Regions from separate parts of the Mus musculus genome. Here region 2 is linked to region 1. The links are chromatin contacts, called in public Hi-C maps. All regions are on one chromosome and are shown on one strand. Each heading gives the region's core, a stretch centred on a gene start, on an enhancer-like site or on the middle of the called end of the contact. The rest is flanking DNA. Distances are from core to core; before and after follow the strand shown. Region 1 overlaps Slc13a3 (solute carrier family 13 (sodium-dependent dicarboxylate transporter), member 3). Region 2 overlaps Eya2 (EYA transcriptional coactivator and phosphatase 2).

Region 1 (5,715 bases), core at 2,141-4,640:
CCAGTCAAGAGCTTCCTGTGGCCTGGCCTCTGAGTGAGAGGACCCTTGCCAACCAGTGCCTTGACTTGGGCTCCTAAATGGAAGGCATCTTCCTCTTCCCAGCTCCCTACGGTTCTGCTGGGGACACTAAAGGGGTTTCCTCCAGCCCTTTTCAATTCCCCGAGGAACTATGGTCTTGGTTTCCTTAGAAACACAGCCCTCAGAATTCTCAGGGAGGCCAGAGACCAGCAGTAGCCAGAGGCAGCATGGGGAGAGCTAAGGGACTCTGCTTAGCTGGGTTAAGTGTGCTGCCCAGCTAACTCTTTCACCTTCCCCGTGCCTCAGTTTCCTTATCTGTAGGCCAGAGGTTATAAGGGAGAAAAGCAGCCTACAGATCGAAAATACTTAGCACTGTGTCTGGGCACCATGAGTGCTAGTGGTCAGAGGTCGCTCGAGGTCACCTGATGCCTGGGGGTGGGGGGACTCAGAGCTGATTGACACAGTGGCTGTCAGACTCCAAAGGTGACCAGCAGACCCCAGGTCACTTTGCAGAAGTGAATGGGGGGAGACTAAGCTTTCAGGGTGTTGTTGTTCTTCCTCCTCTTTCCTTCAGCCAGACCCTCTCTCCGTGCTCTCATCTACACATAGTGTGGCCATGTTTCTTAAGGACAGTTCAAGTCCAGAGCTCAAAATTCTAAGTCTCCGAGGGACTAGAAGATGCATAGTCAGACAGACAGACAGGAAGAGGGGCTACGAGTGGGTAGATAACAAGGGTGGCAAGCCTCCCCCCCCCCATTTCTTCCTCACCCTCCTGACCTGAGACAAAAGCCCCACAACTTAAAACAGTTGTCCTCCATCCCCTACACCCACCCCCGTGGCTGATGGACCAGACCAACAAGTACAAGGCCAGACCAGGACGAGTTTACCCAAAGTGGTGGGTCTGTTAGCCTCTCTGTTTTTGTTCAAACTGACCAACCCTGAGTCAGGGGAGGGGTGTGCCTTAAAGACCCTTAGAACCCTAACTTTCATGGAGAGGTTGCATTTTAGCTTCTCTCTCTCTCTCTCCCCTCCCCCCTCAGTCTTCCTCTGTCTCCGTCTCTGTCTCCGTGTCCATCTCTGTCTCTGTCTCTCTCTCTCTGTGTATACATGAGTGTTCCCTATCCCTAAAAAATAACCCGAAGCTTCTTTTCCCACCGACTCTGCTGCTGTCAGCTGTTTGAGATTTTCCCTGCTGCTACTTGTCAGCTCAATTTCCTCCCTGCCTTTTAATTCTTTGAGTGGCAGAGCACACGAAACTAATCAAGGCCGCAAGAATGTAACACTGGGGTCCTGGGAAATCTCTCTAAAGGCCTCGCAATACACAGCAGACTCAGCTCAGCAAACGAATTCTTAGAAGAAAACAAAGCAAGCTTGAGGAAAGAGAAGGCTGGTGTGTGTGTGTGTGTGTGTGTGTGTGTGAGATAGAGAGAGAGCATTTAACCATTGCAGCATGTAAGAGCTCTGTGACCTTAGATAAGTGACCTAACATCTCTGTACCTCTGATGACTCTGCGGATTAATGGGTGTCTATAAAAATGGTACGGGAAAGGATGTATTACTTTTTAAGTAATCTGCTGAGCAATAGCGTGTTTTCCTCCATGTGGGCATTGCCCCAAGTACTTTGCTAATATTAATTTAAGTTCTATGACCATATGCATGAAATAGGCGATGCGATCTTTCCTATTTTATGGCTGAAGAAACGGAGGCACAGGGAGCGTGTGCCGGCTAGTTTTATGTCAACTTGACACACGCTAGAATTATCTGAAAGGGGAGAACCTCAATTGAGAAAATGCTTCCAAGCTGTAAGGCATTTTCTTAATTAGGAATGGCTGGGGGGAGAGCCCACCCATTGTGGGTGGGGCCACCTCTGGGCTGGTGTTTCTATAGGAAGGCAGGTTGAGTAAACCATGGGGAACAAGCCAGTAAGCAGCATTCCTTCATGACCTCTGCACCAGCTCCTGCCTCAGGTTTCTTCTGCCCTGTGTGAGCGCTGGGCTACTTCCTGGAAGTATAAGTTGAAATTAACCCCTTCCTCCCTGCTTGCTTTGGTCATGATATTTCATCACAGCAACCGAAACCCTGACTAGAATAGAGCTGACAGATGTGTTCTGAGCTTGGGCTCTGAATCTTAGCCATTTTGGTAGGCTCACGCCACCATCAACAGGTCACACATAAAAACCGATTGTGATTTCCAGCAGAAACCGGCTGACGGCAGGAGTATGCCTCTCTGTCCACCTCTGCGACTCACTGCCTCTGACTTAACCTCCTGGAGCCCAGTAGATTTGTACGGTGGATGTGATTTACATTCATGACGTACCAGTGCAAGAGCAGACACTAGACAGTCACCTGCCAGCAGCTATGGCAGCTTCCAGGTCCTATGTGCTCATGGCAATGGCAGGGATCCACTCTCTTCCAGAAACTTCTCTGGTGGCTCAACGCAGACCTTCTGAGCTCTGGGGTGGCTAATCTTCACAGTCAACTCAATTGGACTTGAAATTGCCATGGAAACAGACCTCTGGGTGTGTCCATGAGGATGTTTCCAGAAAGGTTTCACTGAGAAGATCCCCCCCACCCCTCAGGAAGCCCTCTGCTTCCTGACTGTGGATACAATGTGCCTTCTTTGCTGTCATGGACTGTATCCTCAAACCAGGAGGCATTTACGTAAGGGAGTTTATCCCAGTAAATGCGACAATGGCTAAAGCAAGGGCCACGAAGCATCAGGCCACTCCTGGGTGCTCGAACAGTGGTGGGAAGGACAGGTGGCTTCATAGTTTCCCTATGGAGAGGCCTCAAAGCGGCAAGCAGAGTTATTTGGTAGTCACTGGGTACCAGGAGGGGGAGGGGCAGGGGCAAGGAGTTGGGCTTTAAGGAACATGGCCTCAGTCTCTGAGGAATCAAGACCTGAAGAGCAAGGACTCAGATCACAGAGAAAGGTCATTAGAGAACATTCTGGGGGTGGCGGGCTGGCGAAGAGCAAGGGGCCATTGAGCTGCAGGGAGAAGGAAAGAGGAGGTGCGCATGCTGGCAGGGAGGGAGTCAGGGGCCGGATGTGAATAGAGGCCCAGGGAAGCCTTCGCTTTCAGCCTAGCGCTGAAGTATATGGGTATTTAGTGCGTGCCCTGCAGCAGGTGGCCGGAGTAAGTGCTATTATGACTTCTGAGGAAGCCACATGTCGGGGCCCACCTATCCTCCACCCGGGGATCCTCAAGCCTTGGGCAGCCTGATGCAGCCTGGTGAAGACCCTGGACAGGGTCCAGAAGCCAAGAGGTGTCGCAAGCTTCCTGGTGGCTCCTGGGCCAGATTATGCGGCCTAGGGACAGAGGCTGGGGTGAAGGGCAGCTGGTAGACAAAGGCCTCACTGAACTGAAACCCTGGCCGACTGCCCAGCACTGCCTCCCAGCATGCACTGCGGCCCTGCATCCCAGCCCAGGGGCAGGGCCTCTCCACCAATCCCCCAGCTTGGGGAATCCTCTGGGGTACAGGGTCTCCGGCAGCTCCTGCCCCAGGCCCAGGCAGTGCCAGTCACTGTATCAAAACGTACCTCAGCCACTGAATTGTTTAGGTCTGAGCTTCCCCATCCCCTCCACTAGCCTTTTCTCTAATGTCTAATCCAGATAGCCAACCACATCGGGCCGTGCCCTAAGCACTGCCTCATCTTATAACACTAGTTATGGCAAGTGGCTGCCCCATCATTCCCATTTTACAGATGGGGGAATTGAGACCCAGAATATTTAGTAACTTGACCAAGGTCACACATAAGAAACTGTGATTCTAATGGAGACAGTCTAGTCCCACTGCAAGGCCTGACCCTCCAAGCCTGGCTAACATGCTGCTTCCTCCAGGAAGTCTTCCCAGATACACCGCGTGAGAAGGCACTTCACCCTTCCCTATTTCAGAGATATCCTTAGCCGGAGGTGGAGCTGATCCTCACGTGGTAAGCCTGGAATCTCTTGGTGCTGCCCTCTCCTGGCTAAGCAAACGGTGTTAGCAATTGGTTCCTTCCATCTTTAAAATGGGGACAGCAGCTGAGGATATAACTCAGATGCATGATGTCCTGGGTTTGATCCCTAGTACTGCATTAAACAGACATGGTAGCTGATGCCTGTGATCTCAGAATTCGGGAGGTGGGGGCCGAAAGTGGGAGACTCAGGAGTTCAAGGCCATCCTTGGCTACTTAGCAAGTTTGATGCCAGACTTCGCTACATGAGACCCTGTCTCAATGGACTGCAGTGGAATGGAATGGGATGGACTGGAGTAGACTGGGAGAGGATGAGATGGGCTGGGTGGGGCTAGGGCAGCAGCTGTGAGTCAGGGGTTCTCCGAAGACAATGGGTCACTGCTTGGAAAGCCCCTCAGCCTGGCATCCAAGCTCTATAGAGGGTACAGTGGGGCTTCCAGACCTCAGAACCAAGTTCATTCAATGGGTCACTGCTCCTATCCAGAGTTCCTGGAGACACAATTATTCACTGCCTCACTTTTCCTATCTGTAAAATGGGGATAGAAATATTACTTGCATCCTAGGGCCAGGGGTCAGGATTAAATGAGATGATGCTTCAGTTGTATTGTTGGTGTCGGGGCTGGCTGACCCTGACCTCACAGGAGAACAAGCCTGAAGCTGAAAGTAGGCAAGCTTGAAACTGCTTCAGTCCCTGGGTGGTGCTTACCCTGGTCCCAGCCTGCCTCTGAGCTCAGTCTCAGAGATTGTGGAACTAGAAAGCCTCACTGTTTTTAAGGAGATACATTGTTACACATTGTTATTAAGTCACCATAGCTTAGAGTTTCTATTTCCTAAACCCAATGTGCCCAGGAAAACATGTTTTTAACCTGTTCTGACCTTGTGAGCCCGGGATGCATGACCATCCTTTGCCTTGCTGAACTCACGAACCCATGATTATTACCCTTTGCCTTACAAAAAACACATTTTCAAGGTATCTTGATCAATACCCATGACCACCTACGCTATGATATATGATCACTCACTGTTCCCCATAAAAGAGACCCCCCCAAAAGCCAGTGAGGAGCTACTCACTGAAATCTTGACCAGGGGTGAGACTACCAGCTGGCCAGTCCCGGGCTCAACTCTAAAATAAAGCTGGCTTCAATTAGATAGCCGTTGAATTGGTCTTTCTCCTCACAGATTCGGGTTTAGCAGAAATCACTGAGAATGGCCCTCAATTTCTGACATTTGTGTCACTAGGGTCAAGGCCACAGACTTTGGGGTCAGCCTGCCTGGATTTGAATCCCACCTCCATAGCTGTGTGACCTTAGGCAACTCACTTCACCTCTCTGTGTCCTGGCTTTCTTGCACTGAGTGGGGGTAACAGTGGTATCTGCCTCCGAGGTTTGTGGGGAGGCCTCCCTGGGGTGACGCTGGGTCACCCCATGACTAGTGCTAGCCTTGGTGTGTGCCTATCTTGGGACCCCAGGGGCTGCATCAGACTTCATTCCTCTGTCAACATTGCTAGGCACTGAAGGTACACCCACAGGCTAGCTGGGGAGCAGGACCTGGCTGTCTCCTTGCTTGCTCCCTGGAGCTGCAGTAGGAGACTGGCCATAGCTGCCAGGCCCACTCAGCAGCAGGCCTCCTGGGCTGCAGGACTCCCCCTTCCTTTCTACAGTCCCAGTTCCTCCTAAGCCCACAGCCTCCATCCTTTCCTGGCTCCTCCCTTGTCACAGGGGCCCCTCCTCCCTGGCAAAG
Region 2 (5,715 bases), core at 1,515-4,014, 330 kb after region 1:
TCAAAAAAAAATAATAAAATAAAATAATGTTTGTTTTATCTTGGGTTTTGCTAAGGATGGAATCCATATTGTATACGCCACACACACACACACACACACACACACACACGATGTGCTTTAAAACAATAAGAAGTTCAAGGACGCCGGGCGTGGTGGCGCATGCCTTTAATCCCAGCACTCGGGAGTCAGAGGCGGACGGACTTCTGAGTTTGAGGCCAGCCTGGTCTACAATACAAAGTGAGTTCCAAGACAGACAGGGATATACAGAGAAACCCTGTCTCGAAGAAGAAGCATTGCTGAGGGTTTGGGGATGTATGTGTTCTCAGCGGATCCTGTGGGAAATTCGTAGCACACTGTATCCATACATCAGCATAATTGGTACCTACATACCACAAAAAGTAGTGTCCCTTAGAGAGAGAAAACTCCCAACACCTTAGTTACCATGCAAAGCGAAAGCTCCTTAAACATGCAGGGTTTCTCCAGCTCCCCACAGCTCCCAGCCCAGTCCTAGGGCAGCAGGCTCTTGTGCTCTGTGTACCTAATACAGCCCACTAACCCCCTGTAAATTAAGTTCTACTGACACACAGCTATTCCCATGCACTTGCGTGCTGTCTGAAGTTGCTTTTGTGTTGCCCAAGAAGGGCTGAGGGGTTTAGTATGGTGTGTGTGTGTGTGTGTGTGTGTGTGTGTGTATTTATGTATAGGTGTGTGTGTGTGTGTGTGTGTGTGTGTGTGTGTGTGTGTTGCATCCTCTTGTGGTCTAGAGTGTTCACTCTGAAATCAGATGGCTCAAGTTCAAAGCCAGCCTCATCCCCTTAGCTGTATCTGACAAGTTGCTTGGTCACCGTGTGCCTTCTCAGTTTCAAAGTTGGAATGTGCCCATTAACGCGTCACAGGTATTTAGAAGGGGTCAGCTCTGTGGTAGGCAGATCTTATAAAGGAAGTGAATGGCAGTGTGTCTTACAGAACTGAGTCTTAAACCACATGTGGTAATGACCATATGTCACATATCTATGACCCCAGCACTCGGAGGCCTGGAGCTAGGAAGATTAGGGTTCAAGGCCAACCAGACCTTCTATCAAAAAAGGAAGAAAGAAAGAAAGAAAGAAAAAAGAAAGAGAGAGAGAGAAAGAAAGAGAAAAAAGAAAAGAAAAGAAAAATAAAGAAAAGAAGAGAAAAGAAAAGAAATTTAATTTCAAGGACCAAATAGGCTCTGTCGCAAGTGCTGAACATGGTGGTTGTAATGGGACCAAAGGCAATACACAAATTGTCCATGTGGTTGTGTTTCAACAAAACCTTATTTGTGGACAGAAAAAGAAGTAAATCTTTAGAAGCAGGCCCCTGGAACCAGTAGTGGGGCCTGATGCCTATAGTCTAACACTAGGGAGACTGGGGCAGGAGATTCCCTTCCAGTTTGAAAGTCAGTTTGGGACACAGAGCAAAATCTTGTCTCAAAGAAATAAAAAGCATGCTATTGGCTGTGTCCGGTGCTGTGTCTGCAAGAGGGGATGTGAAGGATTGCTACCGTAATGTACAAAGAGCAGGCAACATGGGGTGCTGGTGGGGACAGGGGTGGTCCCGTCTATCCCTGTGTGTTCAAAGCACTCTGTAGATACACCAGGCTACACTGTCATCCCACGCCTCTCCATCCTGGACCGTCCTGGAACCGGCTCATGTTAGAGTGATGGTCTCAGCCTGGCTTTCAAAGTCTTCCCACTTGCAATGGAGACAGCGTACAGGGGAAACAAGATGGAGTCCGCGGCCTCCTCTGTGCTTCTGGCTTTGGGTTTCTGGTCTTGGACTGAGTGAAAAATGCCACATCTAGAAGGCATTGTGTTCGTTAAACATAAACGACTTAAAGCCAATAACAGTCCATGTGCTGTGAAGCTACCTGACACCCAGAGAGCGAGCGGGCTGCCTTCTTCCTCTTGGTGCTGATTCCATGTCAGGTCCTCAGTTGGCTCTTGTCACGGTGATGGAATTTATCCCGAGGTCTTTGGTGGAGTTCTTGTTCATACAGATAAACCCATGTGTTGATATTTTCCTATTTTTCTCACTCTCCTGTTCTCTGGAACTGCCAAGGAAGCAAGTTTAAGGGGCTTTCGGTCTGTGTTGTTTTCCTTCACTGTTCAAACACATGAATTAACCTTTTTTTTTCTTCTTCACGACCATCATTTTCTTGTCTTTCTCTTTTAAAGTTTTTTTTTTTCTTTTCTTTTTCTTTCTCTAACAAGCTGATCTGTTTTCCAGGAGTTTCCAAGTAATTAAACCCAATTAAAACCATTAAATTCATGCTTTTAATGACAACTTTATTATTTAAGGCTAACCGCAGGGAGGAGGGTTAACTGGCCTAGCCTTCCACTGTGTGCTAATCCGCCCCTAACCTCTGGCTGACACTCAGAGAGATAAACCCCACAGAATAAGCGAGCTGCTTTAATGAATAGCTTTAATTAGTACTTTTCTTCCTCCTGGCAGAGTGATTATTTGTTCGGCTTCTAAACAACTACTTGGCAGGAATAGTTAAAGGCCCAGTAGATTTAGATGGCGTGATGGCTTCAATTGGTTTTGTGTGCGCAGGTGGGATTTTTTTTTTAAAGAAGAGAGGGGGTCTTCAGACCAAAATGGGTGCAATAGTATATCTTCCTGCATATCATACTGAAGATGGGGGTGGCAGGGTAATTGACACAGAAGAAAAAGCAAGGCGACCGCAGGCGGCGGGCTGTGAGCCAGCCCTAGCGTTGGCGAGACACCCACCCTGCGCACGGAACGTGGGCAAGCCCAGACAGCACCACTCGGAGACACAAGCCTGGCTCCAGGGCAGTCTGGGTCCTGACAGCAGAGGAAGGGGCCTGGGGTGGCACAGTGCCAAGCCATCACCCTCCCTCTGCCCCCAAACCTTTCTCCAGGTGGCATCTGAGGGAGGAAGAACCGAGTTTACAGGATAGGTGTGGCCAGAGAGGCCCATTGGACGGACAGTCTAACCAATCCCGAAAGCGGAGGCTTTCCCTGTGGCCAGGCTATCCCTGTTGACCCATCTCTCAGAAGTGGATACTGTGGCTCTTCAGGTCAGGATGGGGGGCATGACGTTAAGTGAGCCACCCCCAAGTCACCTTCAGAAAATACAGGCAGAGTCCCAGTATGTACCCAGGTCCTCCGTGTGGGTGCTTCAAACTACTGGGTCTCACTTCCTCCCTACGGCACAAAAGAGGCACCTCCTGCCCTTATGGTTGGGAGATTTTTAATTAGAGGTAGGGGCAGGGTCTCATGTAGCCCAGGCTGGCTTAGAACTCACTAGACAGTCAAAGATGACCTTGAACTTCCGAATCCCCACCTCTGTGCTGAGATTATTGCTGAGATTAGGTGGGTGGCACATAACCCACCCCTGGGTTTATGGCACTGACTGGGATCGAACTCCTGCTTTATACAAGCTAAGAAGGCCCTCTACCGGCCCCAGCCCTGGGTTTCTTTGTGGTTTTTTTCATTCTTGTTTATACTGTAGATCAGTTTGTGCCTGTGTTAGAAAGCTAGCTTCACTTCAGTGGTTTTCCACATTGAAATTCAAAGTTAGTTTGCTAACGCTGCTGTCTGAGCACCGCACTTTCTCTCATCTCGGGTCCTTCAGACTGGATCTTCAAAACTGGAGTGACGGCTCCTGGGACCTGTTGGGCCAAGTCTGGAGAAGTCTGTGACTGTCATCGCTGGGTGGAAGGGAGAGATTGCTATTGGCATTAGGGGTGGAGATTAGATATGCAGATACCCAGAAGGCCTCCTCTGGAAATAATAACCACTGAGCTGTGGGTCTCAGAGAGGCTCAGTGAGGCGTATGTATGTCATGCAATGTATGAGGCGTATGTATGGGGCCTTCCAGGCAAGTGATAGGCATGTTGATGTGCCCTCTGTGGCCTGGGTGAGGCTCAGTGGTAGAGCACTTGCCTGGTATGTACAGAGCCCTTATATCCAGAAACATAAGAAAAAAAAGTTAACCAGCCTATTCAAGTTATTAACCATCCACCAGCCATCTTTCAGAAACACATTGAAAGAGATGGAGCTGTGTGTGTGTGTGTGCAGCTTGTGTGTGAATGTGTTTTGTGTATGTATGTATGTAAGTATATGTGTGTATGCACACAACGTGTGTGTGTGCACATATGCATTCAGAGAACAACTCTGTAGAGATGATTCCCATCTTCTATCCTTGTTTGGGTCCCAAGAATCAAATTCAGGTTGCCAAGTTAACACAGAAAGTGCCTTTACCCACTAAGCCATTTTGCTGGCCCCAGCTTAAATCTTAACAAGTAGACAACTGCCGTCTTAAAATAGGCATTTATCAAAAGAAACATGATCGTTGCCTTCACTGTAGTCGTAGTAAAGTATTTTGGTTTATGTCATTGTCTCTGCAAAGATATATTCAGGGAATGAAGTTTTTAGTTTTAGGGGTTTTGTTGTTTGTTTGATTGGTTGGTTGGTTTTTGGAAAGTCCTGGGTTCGAATCCCAGCTTTTGCCTCTTGTTAGTAATGTGGCCTTGGAGTCATGATTTGCCTGGAAGAAATAGGCTGGGAAATAAGCTGCCCTCTTCTGACATGGAGGCTTCTATGGAATCAGAGCACTCCTACATTTTTTTAAAAAACATAAAAATTTTTAAAGGTTTTCAAAAAAAAAAAAAACTGGACTATAAACTGGGCATGGTGGTACATGTCTTTAATCTTAGCACTCAGAAGGCAGAGGCAAGTGGATCTCTGAGTTCCAGTACCTGAAACATGTCACAGAGGGATCCGCACACCCTAATTAAACTGCTGTGGGTAACAGGGCAGATGGCTGCCATTCTGTGTTACATCCACCAGATCAGCCTCTCCCGGGTGTGGTGATGGATGGGTGGTATGTGTGTGCACCACCACGCCTAGGTGCCTCCAGAGGCCAGAGCCACAGGTGATTGTCAGCTACCTGATGTGGGTGCTGGGAACCAAACCTCTGGCAGAGCTACAAGCTCTCCACCGGTGAGCCATCACCCTGGCCCAGGGAACCAACTGCTGCCCAGATGGTTCCAAGCCACGCCCATCTCTCTGGCTCAGGAACCAACTGCTGCCCACATGGTTCCAAGCCACGCCCCTTACCTTCTCTCCTGATTATTGCACATCAGATTGATTTCGTTTTAGGAAAGACTTTCACTTTTTATAGTTTTACGGTCTCTCTTCCACCCAAGAAATAAAACCACACATCCCAAGATAGCGTAGCAACCACAAGGCTGATGTCTGAACAGCCCATAGGATGAAACGGCCTCCTGGAACTAGAAGAATTTCATCACAAAGGCATTAGAATTGGGTCCCCGTGCTTCGTGGGGATCCAGAGTACTGTCTCTGCCCCAAGGGCAACCATCCCTTTCTAGCCCCCTAACCCAAGGCATGCACAGGCCACCACGATGCCATCAAAGTTAATTCCAGAAACCCGCAGAACATTAGGGCTTGCTGGAAAAATCTGCCGAGTCTGGGCCTGGTTTATAGCTTCTCAGGGAGACAGCCACCCGCAAACATCCTAGGCCAACAAGAATGGCATTCCATCCTCCCCGCCTTGCCCCAACAGAGCCTTTCCAGGGGCGTGTTCCACACGGAGCCCTTCTCCAGTCTCTCGGTTCTGGCTTTAATTGATCTTTGTTTTTCAAGTCATCCTCATAGACGGTGCTTGTTTAGCAAGTTAACCACTGACCCTGCTTTAATCCGAAG

Evidence for each region. Hi-C and Micro-C count contacts between places; a contact is called where the count stands out from the background.
Region 2: a contact with region 1 is called in a Hi-C map of cortical neurons, with 3 times the contacts expected there. The contact joins two enhancer-like sites. A contact is called at or near these places in 1 of 484 Hi-C or Micro-C datasets (cortical neurons) and 1 of 9 other capture datasets (embryonic stem cells).

Annotation. Positions count from the first base shown.
Region 1 is chr2:165,414,086-165,419,800 of GRCm38.p6, forward strand. The region is part of intron 10 of Slc13a3 (solute carrier family 13 (sodium-dependent dicarboxylate transporter), member 3); the gene reads right to left. Among named protein-coding and RNA genes, the nearest start is that of Ocstamp, 17 kb to the left of the region's middle. Within about 2 kb of position 3,391, at least 55 of the 459 cell types and tissues checked have an H3K27ac peak or open chromatin away from gene starts, as enhancers often do. A contact at or near this core is called in cortical neurons, where this site is marked.
Region 2 is chr2:165,743,122-165,748,836 of GRCm38.p6, forward strand. All of the region lies in intron 9 of Eya2 (EYA transcriptional coactivator and phosphatase 2), which reads left to right. Among named protein-coding and RNA genes, the nearest start is that of Gm29993, 14 kb to the left of the region's middle. Within about 2 kb of position 2,765, at least 27 of the 459 cell types and tissues checked have an H3K27ac peak or open chromatin away from gene starts, as enhancers often do. A contact at or near this core is called in cortical neurons, where this site is marked.